3 separate regions of the Mus musculus genome follow, and regions 1 and 3 are each linked to region 2. Evidence: chromatin contacts called from public HiChIP or PLAC-seq and promoter capture Hi-C data. All regions are on one chromosome and are shown on one strand. Each heading gives the region's core, a stretch centred on a gene start, on an enhancer-like site or on the middle of the called end of the contact. The rest is flanking DNA. Distances are from core to core; before and after follow the strand shown.

Region 1 (2,700 bases), core at 133-2,632, 1.1 Mb before region 2:
AACAGACGGATATATGCATTGTTTCAACCAGTTCCAGGACTGGTTGGAGTGGATGGGGAAGTAAGAATGATCCTACAATAGGTGAGCTGGAATTAAGGAGTGAGAAATAAGGGGACGGTGGGGGGGATGGGTGGGGGAGGCAGGGCAGAGAAAGCGTGGTGAGCTGTGCCCCCAACAGGGACGGGGGTGGGTGGTGGAAACAGGTCCTAAGTAATCAAAGATGAGACAAGAAGATGGAAGACTGAAGGGACCAGCAGTATGGGAAAGGGTTGTGGGGTGAGAAGATGTTAGGTCAAAATAGAGAGCAGAGGAAGGAGGGGAGAGGGGAAGAAGGAGCAGCTAAGGAGGGCTGTCTCGGAAGCAAAATAGAGATAGGGGAATGGAAGTGGGCTGGGGTGTGTGGAGGTTGGGGAAAGAGTGGGAAAAACGTAAGCGGGAAAAGAATCCGGTCCGGTCCGGTGTGCGGAATGCTGTGTGCTGGGTGCTTAGAGAGCATCGTCACCATTCTATGGAATCCAGCTCAAGCGCTTCAGAACTGGGAAAACGCTCTAGAGAACGCCGAAACTTTAGGCAGAGTTTGTGCCAGCTTTGGAGGAGCCTGGGGGTGGGGCGGGGTGTTGTATGAGTTTTCAGAATCTTTGCCACAGGGCTAACCAGAACATGTGAGGGACAAACTTTTCTCCAAGGCTGGCGACCCTGAGACCCAGGAGGAATTTGGGCGTTTACCCTAAAAGCTGGCTGGCACCTGCCTGAGAGGTGGAGGGAAGGTCGTAGTGTGGCCGTAGCTGTAGCTAGCAGGCATGCAGAGTAACAGAGGAGAGGAGGTCCCAGTACATAGAGAGAATGGTGGGGTTTCAAAGTACCAGAATGCCAAGCCCAGGACGGGAGGAAGGATCTGGCTTTGGATAGAAACTGAGGGGAGTGGAGAAGCATGGACAACTGCTGCAGGTGGAAAGTCCTGCCAGGGAGATCCATGGTGGGCACTGCCTGGCGACAGAGCTGAGGGTGTGCGTAAGGGATGGAGAAGCCCCAGTGCTTTGGTGAACGAGGATCAAGGCATCTTAGGGCCACGTATGGAGGACAAGAACTAAAATCAAAGCAGACAGAGGGCACAGGTGGAGAGGGAAGCCCCCACCCCCCAAAACACTGTCTGTCTCTACAAAAGTTTCAGTTCTGTGTCCCAGCTGAAGTCAAAAGAACCAGACGGGAGAAATGGGCATTGTGGCTAAGCAGAGCCAGGGCGGGCTGCGCCAAGGTGGGAGGCACGCGGAAGGGGGGGTGGGGTGGGGGAGGGCTATAATGGGGAGGGAACCCTGGTCCGAGGGGCGGACACGGGGTGGCGTCTGGCGCTCCATAAAGGGGCCCGCGCTCTCCACCAGGCGGGCAGCAGCTACCAGCTGTGAACACAGGCGAGATGCCGATTGTGTGCCATCAGGTCCCGGTGCTGGCAGGTAGCGCCACATTGGCCACCATGGGGACCCTGATCCTGTGCTTTGGGAAACCCGCCAGTTACGGGAAACACAGCGAGAGTGTGTCGTCGGGAGTTCCCCTCCTGCCCGCACGCATAGCCTGGTTCCTGCAGGAGCTGCCTTCCTTTGTGGTGTCGGTAGGGATGCTCGCTTGGCAGCCGCGCTCCCTCTTTGGACCTCCGGGGAATGTGCTGCTGGGTCTCTTCTCCGCACATTACTTCCACAGGTTAGCGTTTTTCTCCACAGAGCATACCTCCCTGCTCGGCTCCAGCGCGTGGACTAACGTCGAGGGGCAGCGCGAAGAGTGGGGAGGAGCGCAGAGTAAGGCAGGTTTGGAGCTCCAGGCAGGGACTTCAGGCTGGAATCCCCAGGGTTGGGAAGCACCAGTGGCACAGGAGATGCCTTCGATGTCTCCTGGGCGCCCCTCGGATGCTCCAGTAGCTGCGAGGATGGGTGGATGAAGCTGGAGAACTCAGTTTGGGCAGATGCCATCGGCCAGGGTCCTTCAATCTCCAACTGTGCGCCTTGCTCTGTCTCATAGACCTCACCTTTCTCTGATAATGCCAGGTCCAGTTGGTTCAGGGACTCGGGGAGGTGATAAACTCTGGAACTCTCAGAAGTTCTTCTGATCAGTTTGGTCTTTGTGTGACTGAGGAAGGAAGCGGGCAGAGTCCACCTCCCATCTATAGAGGAGAAGAGAATAGAGAGGATTGTGTTTAGACACGACTCCTAAGAAGCCGAGCTCACTGACGACTGATTTACCTTCCCAAGACCTTCAGGACTTAGAAGTGAGCCAGGCAAAGCTGACCGAGAGCTCAGGCGTTCTAGATGAAAAAAAAATCTGAGTTCAGAAATTTGCCTTTTTGTGGTGGGAGGAAAAGACAGGAAAGCGATCAAAGAGGTACCGAGAATCCAAGGACTGTGCAATCTCCAGAAGAGACCCCAGGGCAAGTAGGCGGACCACTGAAGCACCTCTGTGACCTGTTAGCATCTGTCCTTTTGTTTGGGTTCACTGTAAAAGTGGGAGATGTCTTTGATATGCCCACTGGACAGTCAAAGAAACCAAGGCTCAGGAAGGTTATGTAATTGAAGGCGACACCCCTGATATCTGTCAGGATGACCAGCTAATTCCCAAGGAATACTTTCCGTTCCAGGCCCCCAGTCCTTGATAGATTCTTCACACAGGTAACTAACAGGGGAGGGAGCTTAAGCAGCTAAGGGCTGCCAGAGG
Region 2 (2,709 bases), core at 184-2,683:
ACTAAGAAAGGGTGACTGTCATGGGGGCAAGTTTAGGGTTAGAAGCTAGACTTTAACAATTTCCTCCCTAGTCTGGAAAAGCTGCCTCCAATCCCTGAAAGAAGAGAGTCAATAGCATTACAGGGTTAAGACCAGGGTCGTCGTCTCCTGTAGCGGCGTCTGTTCCTTTTTGGAACTGTGGCGCGGGCCCAAAAAGTTAAACTGAGAAACACGAACTTTCAGAGTTCCTGGGCTAAGCAGAATAGCGCCGCTCTCCCCGGGTTCAGACCTTGCATTGGACCCGGGTCTGGCTCTCCAAGGCTGGCACCTGCGAGCGCGCTCCAGGACCACGGGTGCTCGCCTCCCTGTAGCGCCCCTCCTCTACACCACAGCAGGAAGGAAGAAGCAGCTGGCGCGCACGTCCCAGCAGCTAGGGGCCTGTCCCCCATCCTTCTCGGCTCTGATCCTCCACACCCGATCTTCCCCGGCTGCAGGCAAATCTCTGCAGCCCCCGACTCAGCAGTGGCCGGCTTCTTCCAATCTGGCACTGGGAGAGCTTGCTCCTTCCTAGCCCCGGCCCTCCACAAAGGCGCGTTGGATTTAAGGGACAACGGAGAGGGCAGGGGTTGTGAGGGTGTAGTTTGCACCCTGATGCTTGTGGCTTGTTTGTGCGGAGAGCGTCTCCCCAGCATCCTCCCTCCCCCAGAAGCTCTGCAAACCCAGCGGCTGCACCAGCTCGGCCCCTCTGCAGCCATCCTCGACGCCGAGACTTGCGTGCAAACAAAAAGGAGAAGGGGAGGGGCCCGGGAAACCGGAGCCCCCTGCACCAAGCAGGACTCATCTCCTGTGGCCCTCAGCGGACAGGGTTTCCTTAGGGGGCTTCAGGTGGGACCCCAGGTTCTCCCCACCCAACGCCACCATATCCACGCCCTCTGGCCGCCACTTAAGTGAAGGTTCCGAGTTCACTTCCTTTGTCTGGATGCTCTCAGCACCGCCTCCCCCAACCTCCAGCTTTGCAACCTTGACGTCGACTCCTGCAGGGGCTGAGGCTGGCGGGTTAACCCGCACTGGGTGTCCGTGCCACTCTCCGGCCTCGTACCCGGAGCCGGCACTAGGAGGCTGCCGGGCTGCGCAGCCACCCGGGTTAAACTGGCGGCCGCCAAAGGCGCAGGATACTCACCAGTGAATGGGGAAATATACAGACATGAAGTCCTAGGGGAGGCTGACCCACGCCCTTGTGATTAAGAAAAACAAAACAAAACAAAACAAACAAACAAACAAAAAAAAACCAGTCACTGAGTCCTGAATGAGATTGGCAGGGGCGCAGAGGAGAGCAGCGGGCAGCCGAGAGCGGGTACTGGGCTAGCGCCGGTCCGCCTTCCGGAGACAGCCTCGCTGCCAACGGCGTAGGCAGTGCAGACCAAGCTCTCCGCTCTCCACCGATCTCCGGGTCCCACAAAGAGCCCGGGAAGCAGCATTTATAAGGGAGGGGCGGGGCTTGTCGGCGAGCGGCCCCGCCTCTCCTCGCCCACTCTTAGAATAACGTCACCAAAATCATGAATGGCTTCAGCGCTCATAGCTCCCGCGGGCGGCGGCGGGGACCAGCCGGGCTCTGCACCCTGCCTGAGCTGGCTCCCAGCAGCTACGAGCCCGCCCCCCTCCCCACCGTTGACACACACGCGTGTTCCCGAGCTGGAGTTCAATGTCAACGCAGCTTCCTGACCATAAATCCGCAGCGTCCGCAGCCCCCTCTCTGAACACAGGGACTCTAAGGGCTACGGGGATGGGTGGGCGTGAGGAAGGAATGGGGGCCCACGCGGGAAGAGACAGATCGCCGGGGGAGGGCGCCATTCTTCCATCCGAGCGCCCGCTGTCGGGTTCTCTGTGACTTCCACATCTCAGGACCCTTCACTGGTCATCCATGCAAAGTAGGCCTCTCTTGGACATTATCGCCTGTGGCATCCCGATCGTGGCGGGGCCGGGGGAAAAAGGAAAAGATGGGAAAGAAGGCTGCACAGCTGCGGGGCTGGAGGCACCCATGCCGGAGGGGGCATTGTTGGCTTTCTAAAAGTCTGCGGTCCTGGAGTCCATGGAGGGTTCTGTTTGTGGGAGAAAGGATGTGGTGTCTTACTAGGGTTTTTCCGTTGCGCGAGCGCGCTTGCGTGTGCACACACACACACACACACACACACACAGAGTAGCATATACGGTTTGCATTGGGAGTAGAGGGTGAGGAGAACGAGCGGAATACAAGTACACCCGGCTAGCCTTAGCTCCCAGAGCCCATCTGATAGAAAACACAGAGTTGAGAGACTGACTCCTTCATAGCCCAGGAATTGCAGTTCCGGTGTCTATCTTGGAGACTAAACTGCTGTGCAGCCCCTACAGCCAGGAAGAACGGAGTCTGACTCAGTACCCAGCGCTGCCCCGCTGTGGCCTCTGTTTCAATTACTCTTGTAAAACAGCTTCCTAACCTTGACCTATGTGCATAAAGGGACTGGGGAAAGGGAGAGCCGTGGTCGAAAACTAAACACAATTAAATGTGATTTAAAATAAGTCTGCACCCTGAAAGAAAAGCGTACTGGTTATATCCAGCAAAAAGCTGCTGGCATCAAGAGACGAGTTTTCAGTAGCAGGGGCCACGCGGATGTTGAGAAAGAGGACCTCATAATTTTCAGCATCTACTCTTTCTAAGAGCAACTTTGCAATAACTGCTTTCCCAACTATGCG
Region 3 (2,700 bases), core at 164-2,663, 1.0 Mb before region 2:
GCTTGGGATGGTTAGTTCCATTTCCTGGTCTCAGAAGCATCATAATCATCATCATCATCATCATCATCATCATCATCATCATCATCATCATCTTCAACAACAGCCCTACCAGGCATGTCACTAACATCCCCAGACAGCCAAACTGCCCATTTCGTAAGGAATTTGATTCCGGGTAGCAAGTACTGTTTTATGATGACCAGAATATCCTGGACCGAGAAACTTGAAGGGATTTGGTGCATAAGTCTAAGGGTAAACTGGGATATCAATTGACCGACAAATAAGTTCATTCTTGGTTCCGTCAGGGCTGTGCCAGCAAAGGGGCGTTGTGTTGATGATGTGACTGTCCCAGGAGTCCTGTTTCCCAAAATGTTGTTGCTGCACCAGGCTCATCTGACCATGCACTTTTCTTCCTTTTCTGTGGTCTTCCAGGACGATGACACATGTGTCCCTGTAGGTTGGCTGAGTGATTGAGTGACTGCAGGGCTGGGGAAGGACAGAGTGCCTGCTGATGTGAAGATGGGTGGAATGGAGTGGTGGGAGGTGGAGCAAGGAGAGCCCACGAGTGTTGTCTGAGTGGATGCTGTGCATAGGCATTTACACCAGAAGCTAATGGTCCTTGATGGAGCTGGGGGCTCTCAGCTCTATTAACAGACTGTGGTGGGTGTTGTTGTATTAGCTTATTTTATTTACTTGGTGCTTGTAATATGTTTTGGTGTATGAGTTCCTCTGATAATTTGACAAGTTTTGTGAAATTCTGGAACATGATTTGTTATTGGGATTGTTCCTGTGACTGTTCAAAAGTGATTATTTCCATTCTCTGCAAGTTTATAAGGCACGCCCGAGAGACCTTTTGCTTTTCAGCTTTCTGCTTTTGGTGTCATCCTGATGTCCCTTTTCCAGGAAGAAACAGCTGAGTCCTGCAGGCGATAAGTGACAGGCTGTAGTCAAAGGTCAGGGTTTGAGTCTGGACATAAGGGTCTGTGTCTCTGACCTTCACATTCTGCCAGGCCCTGAGAGAGTGAGCTGTGCAGGCCAGTGGCGAGCCTGTGTCAGGGTGAGCCGGTTTGGGAAAATAACAAGTGTGAACGGGAAGAGAGTGAATCAGCCTCAGTGGCTGGCAAACTGCTCCTTCCCTGCTCTTCCTGGTATGGCAAGTGGGAGGAGGATGAAGCAGGTTTCACAAGGGCAGGTGCCCAGAATTCACAGTCATCTGGTGCCAAGATGCAGGCTTCCTTAATCTACGGCTGCACTTTCCTCTGTGCACTTTGACTAGGAGGACAGAGTAGGATCTGTGGATTGGCTGTCTGGTCCTTCCTGGATTGTGCAAACCTGTGACTCTTGCCAAGAGCTGTCCATGCCTGGAGCTGCTTCTTTCTCATTGGCTAACTTTGTTTCATTTTGCTGGGAGGCGTATCTTTCAAGTTGCAGGCAGTGATATCTACAAGCACCTCGCAGCAGCTCGGGGACTCCGGCCGTCACGATGACGAGGACAACGGTAGATGAGTTGGTCTTCTTTGTGAATGGCAAAAAGGTAAGTGGCAGTTGACCTTTGGTTTAGAGATTCTGCTGTCTGAAAGGGGACCTGTGTCACTTCTCTTGTGTGGACACTTTGATGTGTTCTGGTCTCATCTTACCCCTCAAAAGATATTGCTGTAGTTTGGTAACTTTAGAGCAAGATGAACACAGGCAAGACGCTCAGAGGGCAAAGGAGGAAGGGGAGGGAAGAGAGAGGGATGGCCACTCTATGCTAGAGGACACACTGGCTCAGAGGTGGGAAAAGGAACAGAGTCTAGGTGAGAGGAGGAGGCAACAGCACTTCCCTATTTCTGTGTTTCTTCTCTGTTTCTAGTGTTTCAGTGGCTCTCTTTAATACAAACAGCAGGAGGCGGGCACTTTTATGCTAATGCCGGAACATAAAACACACACAGCCACTGGTTCTGATATATGATCCTGTACATAGATTTAACTAGAGCTGATTTACTGTGCGGCAACATATACTGACACCTTGTGGCAAGCCATTATTGTCATTATTTTCATAAAGGACTCCTCCATCACCATCTCTCAGTTCTATATGTAAATATTGCAAACCCCTTAAACGGCACTTGTGAATGTAGGTAAAGTGGTATGGGGTCCACAAAATCCCTGATAGCCTGAGAATCTTTGCAAGGTCAACTCGGTGCAGGGAGAGAAGGAGCAAGCTAAGTGTATTGTTTCTGGCGTTGTTGGCCTCCCTTCAAGGTACTCCCAGCACTGCAGCTCCCCACTTGAGGTCACAGGAGAAGAACCCTCATTTCCCCCACTGTAACTGGCCACATGGACTTCATAAACCATGAGTGGGCCAAAGGCTTCCCCCCCTCCCCAAACAATTTTACTTGTTTTTTTATTTTGACACTTTTGTGTTGATTAAAGAGACTGAGTAATTTCTGAAGAAATTTGCAAGAATGGACATGTGATTTCAAGAATTCCTAAGGGCTTAGACTGCCAGCATCTGCTTGGCTAACTAGCACGCAAACTTTAGGAGTCATTTCAACACCAGTACGGTAAAGCCTGTGGATTCAGTGGGAGTGGCCCCATCCCTGGATCCCTGAATCTCTCTGATATATTGCTTTTGTGTGTGTGTGTGTGTGTGTGTGTTGGGCAAGCTTGGACCAAGACAAGGGCTAGGGTGAAATGCCTAAGCTGATGGTAGTAAGGCTTTTG

Evidence for each region. Promoter capture Hi-C pulls out the DNA fragments that hold promoters and counts their contacts. HiChIP or PLAC-seq counts read pairs in DNA pulled down with a chosen protein or histone mark.
Region 1: an HNF4G HiChIP or PLAC-seq map of pancreatic cancer cells shows a contact between it and region 2. The contact joins the promoter of Srd5a2 here to the promoter of Lbh in region 2. A contact is called at or near these places in 2 of 39 promoter capture datasets (embryonic stem cells and hippocampal neurons) and 2 of 115 datasets of contacts at active chromatin or transcription factors (large pre-B cells and pancreatic cancer cells).
Region 3: a promoter capture Hi-C map of liver shows a contact between it and region 2, with 4 times the contacts expected there. The contact joins the promoter of Xdh here to the promoter of Lbh in region 2. A contact is called at or near these places in 5 of 39 promoter capture datasets (the 3T3-L1 cell line, hippocampal neurons and liver), 3 of 115 datasets of contacts at active chromatin or transcription factors (embryonic forebrain, large pre-B cells and neural tube) and 1 of 9 other capture datasets (adipose tissue).

Annotation. Positions count from the first base shown.
Region 1 is chr17:74,046,542-74,049,241 of GRCm38.p6, reverse strand. It overlaps Srd5a2 (steroid 5 alpha-reductase 2), which reads left to right and starts at 1,382. Exons shown (of 5, transcript NM_053188.3): 1 at 1,382-1,695. The coding sequence starts at 1,415.
Region 2 is chr17:72,917,029-72,919,737 of GRCm38.p6, reverse strand. Lbh (limb-bud and heart) reads right to left here and starts at 1,433. Exons shown (of 3, transcript NM_029999.4): 1 at 1,160-1,433. The coding sequence starts at 1,185. Gm30375 (predicted gene, 30375) reads left to right here and starts at 1,583. Exons shown (of 2, transcript NR_168598.1): 1 at 1,583-2,709.
Region 3 is chr17:73,948,909-73,951,608 of GRCm38.p6, reverse strand. It overlaps Xdh (xanthine dehydrogenase), which reads left to right and starts at 1,413. Exons shown (of 36, transcript NM_011723.3): 1 at 1,413-1,531. The coding sequence starts at 1,481.